Regions from separate parts of the Mus musculus genome. Here all the other regions are linked to region 3. Evidence: chromatin contacts called from public Hi-C, HiChIP or PLAC-seq and promoter capture Hi-C data. All regions are on one chromosome and are shown on one strand. Each heading gives the region's core, a stretch centred on a gene start, on an enhancer-like site or on the middle of the called end of the contact. The rest is flanking DNA. Distances are from core to core; before and after follow the strand shown. Region 1 has its middle 27 kb from the start of Thap1. Region 2 has its middle 3.6 kb from the start of Gm31727. Region 3 holds the start of Brf2 (BRF2, RNA polymerase III transcription initiation factor 50kDa subunit). Region 4 has its middle 31 kb from the start of Gm31843.

Region 1 (3,225 bases), core at 329-2,828, 940 kb before region 3:
GATGGATGTGAAACTATAATGGCATTGTGATGTGATTATTTTCTTAAAATAAATTCCTATCTATATTAAGAAATGTTAAACATCCTTAGTCATCACGGAAACGCAAGTTTAAACCATTTTGAGGTTCAATGCATCCCAGTCAGAACAACTATTGTTGAGCAAACAAATGACAAGAAATGCTGGAGAGGGTGTGAGGGAAGAGGGGCTTTTAATCACAGTTGGGCGGACTATAAACCAAGTCCAGCCATGATGGAAACCAGCACGAAGCATCTTCAAAAAATAAATTCATAGAACTATATGATCTATCTATACCACTCCTGGAACCCCAGAGACAGTTGTGTATTTATATTTATTGCTGCTCTATTCACAATGACAGGGAAATGGAATCTGCTTGGATGCTCACCAATAGGAAGACAGAATTGAAAACGTGGCTTCTATCTGGAATTTTACTCAGCTGTGAAGGAAAACAATCACGAAATTTGGAGAACAATGAATGAATTTGGGAAAATATTTCTTTCTATATAGTACCATTGAATTATTAGAAACTATTATTTCGAGTGTGGGATGACAGACTCACATCCTCTTTCATATGTGGACCCTAATTTTCAATGTGGGAATAGGCTACAGAACTAGGTATGAGGACAGGGGAGTCAGAGTGTCAAGAAAGGGGTTGGCGACACCGTGACATGAGAGCGGACAGACAGAAGGCTAGTGTGGTAGGCATGAGGTAGGGGCGGAGAAGGCGAGGCCAGGGTCAGAGGAACAACAAAAACAAATTTTGTTTGAAAAAATCCCACAACGGAACTATTTGTGTAATAATAAAAATTAAAAAAGAAATACCAGGCCTCTTAAAAATGAAAGTTTAGAAAGATAATTAGCAACGAAAAGAACGTGAATACTATTTCCTGATATAGCAATTCATAATTCAATGCTCTACAAGAGCATAATGGTTAAACAACAGCAACAGAATAGCAACAACAATAAAAGGAACAGCCAGGCGCCAGCTCGTGGTCATTTCAACATGCCAGACGATGGCAGCACAGTACCACGAGACAGTCTCAGCTTCCCAAGTCCCTGTGATTAGCGAGGAGACTGGAGTGTGAATCAGACCATTAATGACCCAAAGAAACATCTTTCTGGACGGAAATGCTTAGCCTTGTAGGGTTAAAGGAACCTGCACTCCTGTGTGTGTGTGACAGTTGTGACAGTTGTTGATAGAGTTGAATGTGCTTCCTTTTTGTGTTTCCACCTCAGTTTAGATCCATCCTCCGTCTGCCTGTCTGTCCTTCTGTCCCTTCCTTCCTTCCTCCTTTCCTTCCTTTAGGAAGGCTTCAGCCGATGACAATATGACCCCGCTGCCTTTGGATCAGCGAAAGTTTCTGATAGAACATTCCATGGTTTTGAAACCAGATGAATGGTATGCCCTTCCTACTCCCTTTTAGATAATTATATCTTTATTGAGCTCGTTGAATTTTTTTTTTGTTTCTGCCAGTCTCTCCTTCTCTTACTATGCTCAGTACGAATTTTAAAGGCTTACGGTCGCAGCGACGGTTTGAGAAAGAGGAGCATCACCTCTGACGTCACAGTAGCGTCATCATCAAGCGAGTAAGCCATTATCTCTGCACTGCTTCCCAACCCTGAGTCCTCTTTGGTTGCTTCCGCTTTCTAAAGTAGAACCGCACCGGTGGCTCTTTGCGAAGAAGTTCGCAGTGTATTTTACGGAGTGTTAGGCAGCTAGGTGGTGAACACTCTCCGTACTCCTCAGTCCCTTCGATGTGTGACTTCAGTCCACTAGCTTGAGTCCTTGGCAGGGTCCATGTTTCTTTGGAAGGATGATAAGATTGCATGTCTTAATGGTCTAGATGAAAATGTTAGTCCAAAAGAGCATGCAAGCAGATAATAATAATGGAAAAAGCATTATAAGTTTTCCTGGCCAATAGTAATTTTTATATGTGTGTTAATTATATTACCCATTGATATATAAATGCGCAAAGAATCTCATTTCTTTTTCATGGATGAAATACAGATAAAATGGAAATGGAGAAATTCCAGTAGGATTTTATCTTAACTCCTCTCAGATGACTGTCTGGGGATTTGGAGCATAAACAGGAAGAAGTAGGCTAGTATTCGTCCATGAGTGGACTTTTCCAAAACTATGGTACATTCCCCTTTTATATGGGTAGTTTGGTTGTGGCTTGGCATCAGATTTCTGATCAAAGTAGCCTATTCTAGGAGGTTAGTGGTATTAAGATTAAGATTTTTTAAAATGATTTTTTTTGGTTTATTTATTTATTTCGTGTATATGAGTACACTGTCACTATCTTTAGACACACCAGAAGAAGGCATTGGATCCCCACTACAGATGGTTGTGAGCCACCATGTGGTTGCTGGGAATTGAACTCAGGACCTCTGAAAGAGCAGTCAGTGCTCTCAACCGCTGAACCATCTCTCCAGCTCTTAAGATGCCATTGTAATAAAACAGAAAAGTTATTGATCTTCTTCTCCCTGAGAAGGTGGAGGCCCCGACCCCAGGTATCTCCCCACCCTGGTACATCAAGTCTCTGCAGGGCTCCACACATCTTTTCCCACTGAGGCCAGGCAACGCAGCCCAGTTAGGAGAATGTATCCCACAGATAGGCAACAGCTTTGGGGATCGCCTCACTTCAGCTGTTCAGGGCCCACATGAAGACCAAGCTGCACATCTGCTACATAAGCGTGGCAGGGCCTAGGTCCAGCCTGTGTATGCTCTTTGGTTGGTGGTTCAGGTTAGTCGACTCTGTTGATCTCCCTGTGGAGTTCCTGTACAGTTCGGGGTCCTCAACTTTCCCCCTTTCCTTTTAAAAAGGCAATTAGGATGTAAAACTTAAAATTGAATTGTTGCAATAATTTCCAACCCCAATAAGCCCCCCCCCCCTTTTTTTTAAAGGTGGCTCAGCAGTTAAGAACATTGACTGCTCTCCCAGAGATCCTGAGTTCAATTCCTAGCAACCACATGGTGGCTCACAACCATCTCTAATGATATCCGGTGCCCTCTTCTGGTGTGTCTAATGACAGCAACAGTGTTCTCATATAATTAAATAAATCTTAACCCCCCCCCCCCAAAAAACAGCACACACACAATCCAGTTGTTATATTTATAAGCTGTGTGCCTAGATTGGGCAGATCTAGCGCTTTACTCACTTATTTGCCAGTTCTGAGACCCTTTGCTACTTGCAGTTTCTCATC
Region 2 (3,081 bases), core at 317-2,816, 870 kb before region 3:
AAGAAATAAAACTTGAGACCTGTGATTCATGTAATGTATGTCAAATAGCCCAAAGAGTTGTTGTGAGCTTTGAAACCTGGGGCTGAGAACATAGCAGAACAGACCAGGACATGCCCGGGCAGGCCCATCGCCTCCCTATCTCCCACCCCTCTGACCTAAGTTAAATGTTACAGGCTGCTGATGTTTAAATGGACCAATCATGTGAAACCGCGCCAATTCCTCCCCCAGCCCCACTCCTTTTCTATAAAAAACCCTAGCTTCCAAGCCTTGTGGTTGAATCCATTGTCTCTTGTGTGAGATACGTTTCAACCCGGAGCTACCCATTAAAATACTTCGTGTTGTTACATCAAGGTGTTGTGTTCTGTTCGTGATTCGTGGGTGCATGCCGAATTGGGAGTTGAGTGGGGGTTTCCTCACTAAGTTCTTTCACCAGTAGGTGGAAGAGAGAGAGAGAGAGAGAGAGAGAGAGAGAGAGAGGCAGACATCAGAGTAAATGACAGTAGACAGAGAGGAAGAGACCTGGGTCCCACAAATTCCCTTCATGGACCTGTCACCAGTCACCCCAAGAGCTCACAACAGGCCTACCTCCTAGAGCTGATTTTCCTATAGTGCCAAGCTGGGGAAGAAAAAAATCCATGACCATTGGAGACATTCTAGATGCAAACTGTCACTTGCTGTCTCTTTTCTCACTCTTCACTGAAGTCCCACACTATCATGGACACCGAAAGCCCTATCTAGCCACAGAAGATTAATATGTGTTTTTGCTTTGAGTCAGATTTATACTTTATGAAGGCAATCCTGACTGTGGAGTATCAGATAACGATAGACTAAAGGCTATGATGCCAGAGATATTATAGGCAAGGAAATCAGATGGTAATTTAACTGCTCTTGTCTAAATAAAAGATGGTAACTTCTGAACTAAGGTGGTAAGGAAGGGATGGCGAAGGGAGGGCAGATGTGTCAAATAGTCAAGAAACAGCTGGCAGGGTTCACTGATTGATTAGGTGTCAGGATGAGGAAAGCAGAAACACGTGGTCCTGCCTAAGTTTCAGCTGATTACATAACTCACCAAGATAAGGCATACGGAATGAGTGGCGGGCCACGGTAGAACACTGCCGATTTAAGCTTAGAGCAGGTTGAGATGCCCGGGTGCCAGGTAGGCAGGACCAAGGCTTGAAAATGCAAAGTTGATCGGAGTGTGTTTTAAACGCTAGGTCATTAGAAGGTTTCACCATGCAGACAGACTGAAGAAACATAGATTGAAAATACAGTATTTAAGGGACATATAAAGAATTAATATCAGCAAAGGAGCCAGGACAATGGTTGGTTGGCTAAGTAGGAGGAGTTCTGGAAGATTCCTGAGGATATTGAGGTAACTGGTGGTGCTCAGGGTAAGGAAGTCAAGAAAGATGAGGTGAATGTGGTAGTTTGAGTGAGGATGTTCCCCTGAGTTTGAGTACTTCAGCCTTAGTTGGTGGCCCTGTTTGAGTAGGTCCAGGAGGCGTGGCCTGGAAGGAAGAATAGCGTCACGGGGGTGGGGCTTTGAAGTCTGAAAGCCACTACAGTTTCCAGTTCTCTCTTTCTGCTTCCTGCTTTGTGGTTTAAGATATGACCTTCTTTCTATTCCAGCTACCACACCCGCCTGCTGCCATGATTCCCCACCGTGATGGTGGTGGCTTCCATTTCCCTAGAACCACGTGGACAAAGAAGCTGTCCTTGTGTAAGCTGCCGTGACCAGTGTGCTAAATCACAGCCTTAGAGAAGTAACTAATACGAGGGGCGAGGATACACGCAAACAGATTTTAATTAGTTAGAGAATGAAGTAAAGTCTAGCTAGCACTCTATTCTCTCTTGAAGTCTGACAGATTCAACAAGAGTGGTTTCTCTGGTTTGTTTTTTGTTGCTTAAACTACCACGACCAAAAGCAACTCACGGTAGAAAGGGTTTATTTCCGCTTACGCTTCCAGTTCACAATCTGTCATTGGGGAAGTCAGGGCAGGAAGTGATGCAGAAACCATGGAGAAGTACGGCTTACTGGATGACTGATCAGCGCATGCTCAGTTAGCTCCCTTACCTATTCCAGGCTCGGCTGCCTGTGGATGGTTTTGCTGGGCCCTTGCACATCAATCAAGGTAATTTCGCCCAGACATGCCCATAGGCTAATGTGACCTTCACTGTAGGGTCCTCCTTTCTAAGAGATTCTAAGTTGTGTCAAGTTGGCAATAACTAACCACCATGGCAATGAGATCTTAAAAGAAGCAGTATGGCGAATGGGAGGCGGCATAATACTCTGCTTTTAACCGTAAAGTGGTGGCACATAGCAGGAATCCCAGTACTCCGGAGGCTGAGGCAGGAGGATAGTGAACTTGGAGTCTTTATTGGGTATACACAGGGCTCTTCAGACGGGTGTGGATAACATAGTGAGACCTTGTGTCAAAATAGGCTAGTAAGTAAAGAAATAAAATAACCCTACGTTACCTTTGAATATGGAAGGCTGGAATAGATCTCATGATTTCATTGCACTTTTTGGTATATTCTGTGATCTCCTCAGTAGCTGTGTTATCAAAGTCCTAACTTGGAAGCTCATACAATGTTACTATTATCAACCTAGAGTAGGAACACAACCTTTAGCCCAGCAAAGCATCCAAAATAGCTGCAGATTAATAAATATTTGTTGAATGGGTGGGTGATTGTGTAAGTGACTCAATGTATCAATTAGCCCATTGTCTCCAGTTACACCGTTAACTCCAGGGTGAAGATTGTGTCTTAGGTTGGTTTTCTCAACATGCTCAGTCCATAGGGGATGCATTGAAGCAAGTTTAGCTATGTAGGGACCAAAATGTTGATGGAAAAGTCAGGAATGATCAGATGGGGTGGATGTTTTGAGGAGAGTTTAAAATTAGATAAATCTACAGAAGATACAATGATCTCGTTCTATTTGATGTCTGGCGATTGGTGGATTAATTGAAGTTCTAAGTTAACATCCTGGTATGTGGTGTTTTCCCTTTCTTAGTGCAATGAACAGATCGGGAAAAGAAATGCCCAGAATCTCCCATTCAACTTATTCTTTAGCTGCTTGAG
Region 3 (3,096 bases), core at 366-2,865:
ACGGTGTCATAAAAGGTTGATGCTCCGGAATGGGTGGGTAGGGGAGTTGAGGGGAGGGTATGGGGGACTTTTGGGATAGCATTAGAAATGTAATTGAGGAAAATACGTAATAAAAAAATATATTTAAAAAAGAAAAGAAAAGAAAAAAAAAGGTTGATGCTCTGGGCTGGAGAGATGGCTCAGCAGTTAAAAGGCACTATTGCTCTTGTAGACGACCTGGGGTTTGCTTCCCAGCATCCACAGGGCTGCTCACGACCATCTATAACTGCAATTCCAGATGATCCAACCCCCTCTTCTAACTCCATGGGCACCAGGCATGCACATGCTGCACACACACACATACATGCAGTAAGAACACCCATACACATAATATCAAAACATTAAACAGTGACATAAATAAAAGCAAAGCTGAAATTTAAGGGGGAAAAAAGTTTGATTCTCACCTCGTTGCTGGCAGCGACTAACTTGTTCGTTTTCCCCAGTGCTTCGAGAATATGTCACTTCTGTAAAATAGCAAACAACAAATTACCCAGCTGGCCTTCGTTCACCTCCTCCTTGCCCTCTGACTGCATAAGGCCAGGGAGATTTCAAATGACTGTGTATCTACTTCTACCTCAGAGAAGATACCCATCTATGTAAAAGTAATAGGACAGAACTGTATTTTTAAAAGCTGCACTGGCAATTCTGATTTTCCAATAATTTCTCTGATACATTCACTTTTGAGGGCTGCATTAGCCAAGGGCTAGAGCAGTGGTTCTCAACCTTCCTAATGCTGCCACCCTTTAATACAGTTCCTCACGTTGTGGTGACCCCCAACCTTAACATTATTTTCGTTGCTACTTCATAACTGTAATTTTGTAATGGTTACACGAAGATTGCATTAGCTACAGAAAAAAAAGAGAATTATGAATTGCATTATGAATCATAATGTAAACCGCCTATATGCAGGATGGTCTTAGGGGACTCCTGTGAAAGATTCTGTGGACACCACGGCGGTCACCACCCACCGGTTGAGAACCGCTGTACTAGAGCAATGGCGTGGAACGCAGAGGAGAGCAAGTTGCCAATTAGTGCTAAAACCTGCTAGGAGATGATGGTTCGTGTTGTTATTTTCAAATAATTTACCGGCACTCCTTCAACACTGACTAGGTCTGACAAGACGAATGAAACCTTTATCGTTTCGTTCATTCACCAACCAATATACCCACCCAATGCCAGACACCGTTGTAGGTACTGGGAAATCAGATGGATCGCACCCTCCTCCAGCTCATCTGTTTACTTAAGCCCAATTCTCTCACATTTAACTGTGCGCATGGCCAAGAAAGGGAGGAGGCTGGAAAGAGGGAGCTGGGTTTAAGGACTCCACCGCCCAAGGCTGGCGATCCCCGGGTTCAAGACCAGTACCCCTGAAGTTGCCCTCGTCGCTAAAGGTGGTAGTTAGGACCCCTTCGGTGACCACGCAGCCGCAGTCGGAGCACACCAGCTGGCTCTGAGAATAATGCGAATCTTCCACGAGCTCGGAGGAGCCGCAATCCGGGCAGCGGCTTCCGTTCGGCATCTCGTCGGTCGGTCCAGGGCTGCGGTACCGCCGTCAGGCACAAACTCCCAGAGAACTTGTAACTGGGCAGCGGCAATAAAGTGGAGGGGCGCTTATTCCGGATGCACCATCCTCCTCCGGCCAGCTGGCCAATCGGCTGGCAGTTTGCTCCTCCCCTCGGCAGTACGCCACTTCCGATCCCTTCTGTGGACTCGGGTAGAAACCTGAGTTAGAAAGGGAGGTTCCTGGATTTAACTGTTTCTCAGGCTCTCTGGGTTTTTGTGGTTAGGCCACGTGGGGAGTTGACACAAACCACAGATGTGGAATTGTTGTCTGCAAAACACTATTTTTTAAAATATATTATCCAATTTATAATTTATTTTTTAGCCTATCATGCTTATGTAGCCCAGGCTGACCTAAAATACTGATCCTCCTGCCTCTGCCTACTACATGCTGGGATTACAGGCTTGTATTACCATGCCTGATTTAACTCCCTTCAAAAAAGTGGAACCAGTTTTTTCCTTTCTATGTAGTAAGGAACGTTAAGTTTGACCGTAGTAGAAAATAGATCACTCTGCAGTGAGAGAGCAGTAAATTGTGTTGTACTCTACGGACCTCCCCACACTAAGTTGCCGTCTCTCTTTCAAAGTCTCTCTTGTTGTTGTTGTTTTCCAACATATTTCTTTAATCCTAGCATTTAGGAGGTAGAGATTGAGCCAAGCCTGGTGTACATAATGAGTTCAGTCCAGTCAGAGCAACTTAATAAGAACATGTCTCTAAATAAATACAATAAGATGAACTAAAATCTTGAGTGGTAGATTTAAATATCTTCAGAGAATAGCATGAAAAACCATAGTTCTCTCCTCAAAGAGGATGTACAAGAGTTTATGCTAGAGCCAAAAAGGAGGACTTGAGCCCAGGAACAGATAGATACAAGTTTCTCCAAATAACACATAGAACTGTTAAGTGGTTACATGAAGATTGCATTAGATTTAGAACAAAGAGAGCCATATATCATACGATAGGGACCACTGGTAATAACATTACAGAATATGGGGAAACCCTTTCCATGGGTTTCAGATGCTATCTTCTGAATTGATGGAGGCTAGGAGTTGGTAAGAATGCATTTTAAATTGTCGGATTTTATTGTTGGTTTGATTTGGGTGTTTTGTTTTGTTTTGTACTTTAAGACAAGAGTCACTGTATATCTCTGGCTGTCTTGGAACTCATTATATATACCAGGATAGTCTTAAACTCACAGAAATCTGCCTCTCTCTACCTTCTGAGTGCTAGGATTAAAGACATTTGCTACTACATCTGGCCTTCAAACACACACATACACACACACACACACACACACACACCTCCTCTCTCCCCTTCAACTTTTGGCAAACTGGAAGCTACAGGCCGACTCAGACATGTTTAAAACCTTGAACTTTGAGCTATCCACGTGGCACGTGCCTTTAATTCTGACACTCAGAAGGCAGAGGCAGGCAGGTTTCTTTGAGTCCAAGGGCAATTTGATGTACAGAGTGAGTGCCTGGCCAGCTAGGGCTAGC
Region 4 (3,385 bases), core at 180-2,679, 780 kb before region 3:
TCTTAGGGATCGGTACCCCAAATCAGTATGTCTTTTATCATCATCTTTTGTACCTTGGTGAATCTTGGGCTGGTAAATTGTCCAGTGGCTCAAAGACAAAGCAAGTAATTTCTGAGTGTCCCGACCTTGCCCCAGGCCTCCTGGACTTAATTCTATTAGCCTGAATCTATTCCTTGCGCATAATCTCAGAATCGGGCACAGTATTTTCCTGTGTTACTTACTGTCAGGATTGCAATTCCCATTATTATTTTATAAATCAGGGCTTTTACCCTAACAATGCAGAGGGCCAGTTTTGGTGGTGATTGTACTCTAATGGACCAATCTGGCCGCAATTGCGATATAAATAGACGAAAGCACTTGGTTAATTTCTACAGAAATTAGGATAGCAGCAAGAGCAAATATTGGATGGAGGGAGACAGCATCCACTTAGGCTGCAAGCCAAGGTCTTTAGAAGAGCACGGATTAGAGGCTAAATTCCAAATTTAAAACCTTCTGCTAACGGCTCACTCAGTTTCACCCACCTCTCTCCATGAAGGGCTTGGACCCAGAGATCAACAGATGGTGGAACCGTGTGGCACTTCCCTTTTGCCGGAGGCATCTCAGAGACCCTGGGCAGCCCGAAGGAAAAGGCGAAGCCTACTGTATACGGGGTTCACCTACAAACCTAGCACCCTGTGTTGGGAGGTGAGGCAGGCTTTTTTTTTTTTTTTCCTTTTTTAGTGACTGCCACTTCTATGGTGCCTGGTAAGGCTAGCTGCAGGGCCCTTTGGAGGGCTCTTTAAGGTCATAATGCAGAAGACTGTCACCTGCGATGGGACACTGAAACACCAAGACTACAGCCCCTCACAGGCCATGAAAAGCACAGGCTACCGCTTGGGTTGTTGGCCAAATATGGAGAAATTACCAGGGGCCTAACAAGCAGCTTAATGGGTGTAGTCCATTATTACAGGCCAGGGCCATAGGAGGCTTCCATGAAATGTATTTGGGGTGGAATTTTTTTTTTTTTTATCATTCCAGCAGCTACACAGGAGAAAAGGGGGTCACACCCAGAGGATCTGATCTGGTTTTTCTAAACTGGTCTAAGTTCTCCTGTTTAAACAGCCAAGTCAGCCCTAGTAGGCAGCAATGTATTGATTTTTTTTTTTGGCACTGCCAGAATCAATCTGAACAAAGCCATTCAGCGCTACGTAGAAGCCAGCTGAACTCAGACAAGCAGGGTGGACTCTTTCTGTTAAGCTCTTGAGCAATCAGCAAAATGGCTTCGATGCTGTCTCCACTGAGGAAATTACATATATAACTGTAACCCCCTGCTTTCAATTTCATCCCAGTTCCTTACATCCCCCTTACTTCTACCTCTATACTCCTGAGCCCCTGAGAAGATGGCAGCAGGTAAGAATACAGGGTGATGAGAGGCTCTTGTATGCACTGTCAAAAGTCTCTTTCGGTAGGATTATGAACCCCTGACCTCTGACCCAGGGTTCAAAGGCAGATTGATTATTTCCTTGAATAAAATTGATTGTCCGGTTGTACATTATATGGATATTTTAAGACTTTCCCGACTAATACTATCTGACCATCAGCTTACCCCCTCGCCTCTTGATAGTCATAGACCTTTCTAGGTGGATCCATGCTGACCGTTAAGACAGTTTTGGCTTTTTCCTTCCCTGCTCCCTGTGGTAATATCTGGGTTTATCATGTAATATTTCTCAGAACTCCCCGAACATTGGTTGACCCAGAAGGCCAGTAGAATGTAGTATTAACATCCTCAGGGGTAGTTAAGTTGCTTTTATGTAGCTGTGACCAAAAAACCCATGAGAACAACTCACCAGAGGGGAAGAAGGGGGAGCTTTCTGGCTCACAGTTATGTGGTCTTATGTGCTTTGGCGGAATATCGCAGTGGTAGGAGAATGCAGCAGAGGGACCTCTTCGTCACAGGAAGGGACTGGGTGGAAGCCCTAAGGATCTGACCCCATGACCTACTTCCTGTAGCTAGGGCTCATTTCCTAAAGTGTCTAGAACATCTCAAAATACCACCAGTTGCTAGGGGTCAAGTGTCCATCAGATGTGCTCCCCGGGGGGGGGGGCATTTTGTATCTAAACTGTAACTGGGCAAGACAGGGCATTTCTAGCAGCTGTTTGTCTGTTGGCTGTCTATCCTCTCTATTTGGCAGTTTCCTCACCAAAGGTTCAACAGGCTTGAGGTGGGTGTCCTCTCAGGTCTCCCCTACTGCTCGTTTTTCGTGACACGCTCTGCTAAGGCTCTCCCAAGGCTCCCCCAACCCTCTTCCATCCTCTTCAGCAATTTTGTACCAACTCTGATGTTCTGACCAGCATGGTTTGACTTCTACAGAAACACCACCCTACCAGATAAGATGAAGTGCCCGGAGCTCTGTTAGAGTCAATTTTGTGCAAGGTTAATGTGATCTCCCTCATCCTGGCCATTGAAGTCCTGGCAATTCTAGATTCTTCATGCCCCAGGATGCCCTGTTGGTGCAAGGGTTAATACCACCTGTCAGAACCCCACGGGGATTGGACTGTGTCTGGAGGTAGTGAGTTTTAAACATCTCATGCTAGAAGACAGAACGTTTCTTTTACTTTAGCTTTTATTGGGACTTTAAACGTAGCCAAGGCATTAAAGAAAGAGGAAGGGGGAAAAATAAACTTGGAAAGCTTTTATACTTTTTGTAAAAAAAAAAAAATCATTTCTTTTTTTTTTTCTTTTTTTAACCATTACCCAAATCTCCTCCAAACACACAGACCCTACAGTATCCCTATTAAATTATATAGAGCGAGTCCAGCCCTTGACTGTCAGCGGGGCCCATCATTCCTAATTTATCGCCCCAGGAAACACAGTACAATTATGGTAATAAATAATAATAGGATTCAGTACATGACAACATGAATGATGGAGCCTCTCAGAATTCATTTACATTGCTTTGTGTTGCAATCATCGTGCCTCTAATGTAACGCCAAGCAAATGAGCCCCTTTGAATATTGTGCAATCTATCGCAAGTCAACTGGCACAAAACTCACTCAATAAATCATGTTCAAACACATGCCTGTAATGACAGGTAAATCAACAATGAAGTAATTGCATTTAATGTATTGAAATACTGGACAAAAAAAACCCAGTGACCTCAAAGTGACTTTTTGTAAAAGGTATGATATAGTTGCAGAGGGAGAGAGCTCTCCTTCCCGGGAGTCTTGCAGTGCTCAGATGCACACGCCATTGCTGAGGCTGCTGTCCCTGGGCAAGCCCTGATTTACTGCCTTCACTCCGCAGTGAACACCGGAGCAGGCTGCCAGACACTTCAAGAAGGTGTTTGCCAGCATGGATGAGAGAGTCACAAGCTCCAAGCAGCGCAACCTCTCCTCCACCCGGGCT

What was found. Promoter capture Hi-C pulls out the DNA fragments that hold promoters and counts their contacts. Hi-C and Micro-C count contacts between places; a contact is called where the count stands out from the background. HiChIP or PLAC-seq counts read pairs in DNA pulled down with a chosen protein or histone mark.
Region 1: a Hi-C map of the N1E-115 cell line shows a contact between it and region 3, with 10 times the contacts expected there. The contact joins the enhancer-like site here to the promoter of Brf2 in region 3. A contact is called at or near these places in 8 of 39 promoter capture datasets (the 3T3-L1 cell line, cranial neural crest, embryonic stem cells and 5 more), 11 of 484 Hi-C or Micro-C datasets (LSK cells, the N1E-115 cell line, adipose-derived mesenchymal stem cells and 8 more), 3 of 115 datasets of contacts at active chromatin or transcription factors (embryonic stem cells, forebrain and stem cell-derived neural progenitor cells) and 3 of 9 other capture datasets (adipose tissue, embryonic stem cells and liver).
Region 2: a contact with region 3 is called in an H3K27ac HiChIP or PLAC-seq map of acute myeloid leukemia, with 10 times the contacts expected there. The contact joins the enhancer-like site here to the promoter of Brf2 in region 3. A contact is called at or near these places in 5 of 39 promoter capture datasets (the 3T3-L1 cell line, cranial neural crest, hippocampal neurons and 2 more), 2 of 115 datasets of contacts at active chromatin or transcription factors (acute myeloid leukemia and stem cell-derived neural progenitor cells) and 1 of 9 other capture datasets (adipose tissue).
Region 4: a promoter capture Hi-C map of liver shows a contact between it and region 3, with 3 times the contacts expected there. The contact joins the enhancer-like site here to the promoter of Brf2 in region 3. A contact is called at or near these places in 5 of 39 promoter capture datasets (cranial neural crest, hippocampal neurons, liver and 1 more), 2 of 484 Hi-C or Micro-C datasets (adipose-derived mesenchymal stem cells and cerebellum), 2 of 115 datasets of contacts at active chromatin or transcription factors (acute myeloid leukemia and stem cell-derived neural progenitor cells) and 3 of 9 other capture datasets (adipose tissue, liver and macrophages).

The regions. Positions count from the first base shown.
Region 1 is chr8:26,183,348-26,186,572 of GRCm38.p6, forward strand. No RefSeq gene overlaps it. Among named protein-coding and RNA genes, the nearest start is that of Thap1, 27 kb to the left of the region's middle. Within about 2 kb of position 1,579, at least 10 of the 459 cell types and tissues checked have an H3K27ac peak or open chromatin away from gene starts, as enhancers often do. A contact at or near this core is called in the N1E-115 cell line, where this site is marked.
Region 2 is chr8:26,261,720-26,264,800 of GRCm38.p6, forward strand. No RefSeq gene overlaps it. Among named protein-coding and RNA genes, the nearest start is that of Gm31727, 3.6 kb to the right of the region's middle. Within about 2 kb of position 1,567, at least 5 of the 459 cell types and tissues checked have an H3K27ac peak or open chromatin away from gene starts, as enhancers often do. A contact at or near this core is called in acute myeloid leukemia, where this site is marked.
Region 3 is chr8:27,127,017-27,130,112 of GRCm38.p6, forward strand. Brf2 (BRF2, RNA polymerase III transcription initiation factor 50kDa subunit) reads right to left here and starts at 1,616. Exons shown (of 4, transcript NM_025686.2): 1 at 1,405-1,616; 2 at 444-503. The coding sequence starts at 1,558.
Region 4 is chr8:26,348,877-26,352,261 of GRCm38.p6, forward strand. No RefSeq gene overlaps it. Among named protein-coding and RNA genes, the nearest start is that of Gm31843, 31 kb to the right of the region's middle. Within about 2 kb of position 1,430, at least 16 of the 459 cell types and tissues checked have an H3K27ac peak or open chromatin away from gene starts, as enhancers often do. A contact at or near this core is called in cerebellum and liver, where this site is marked.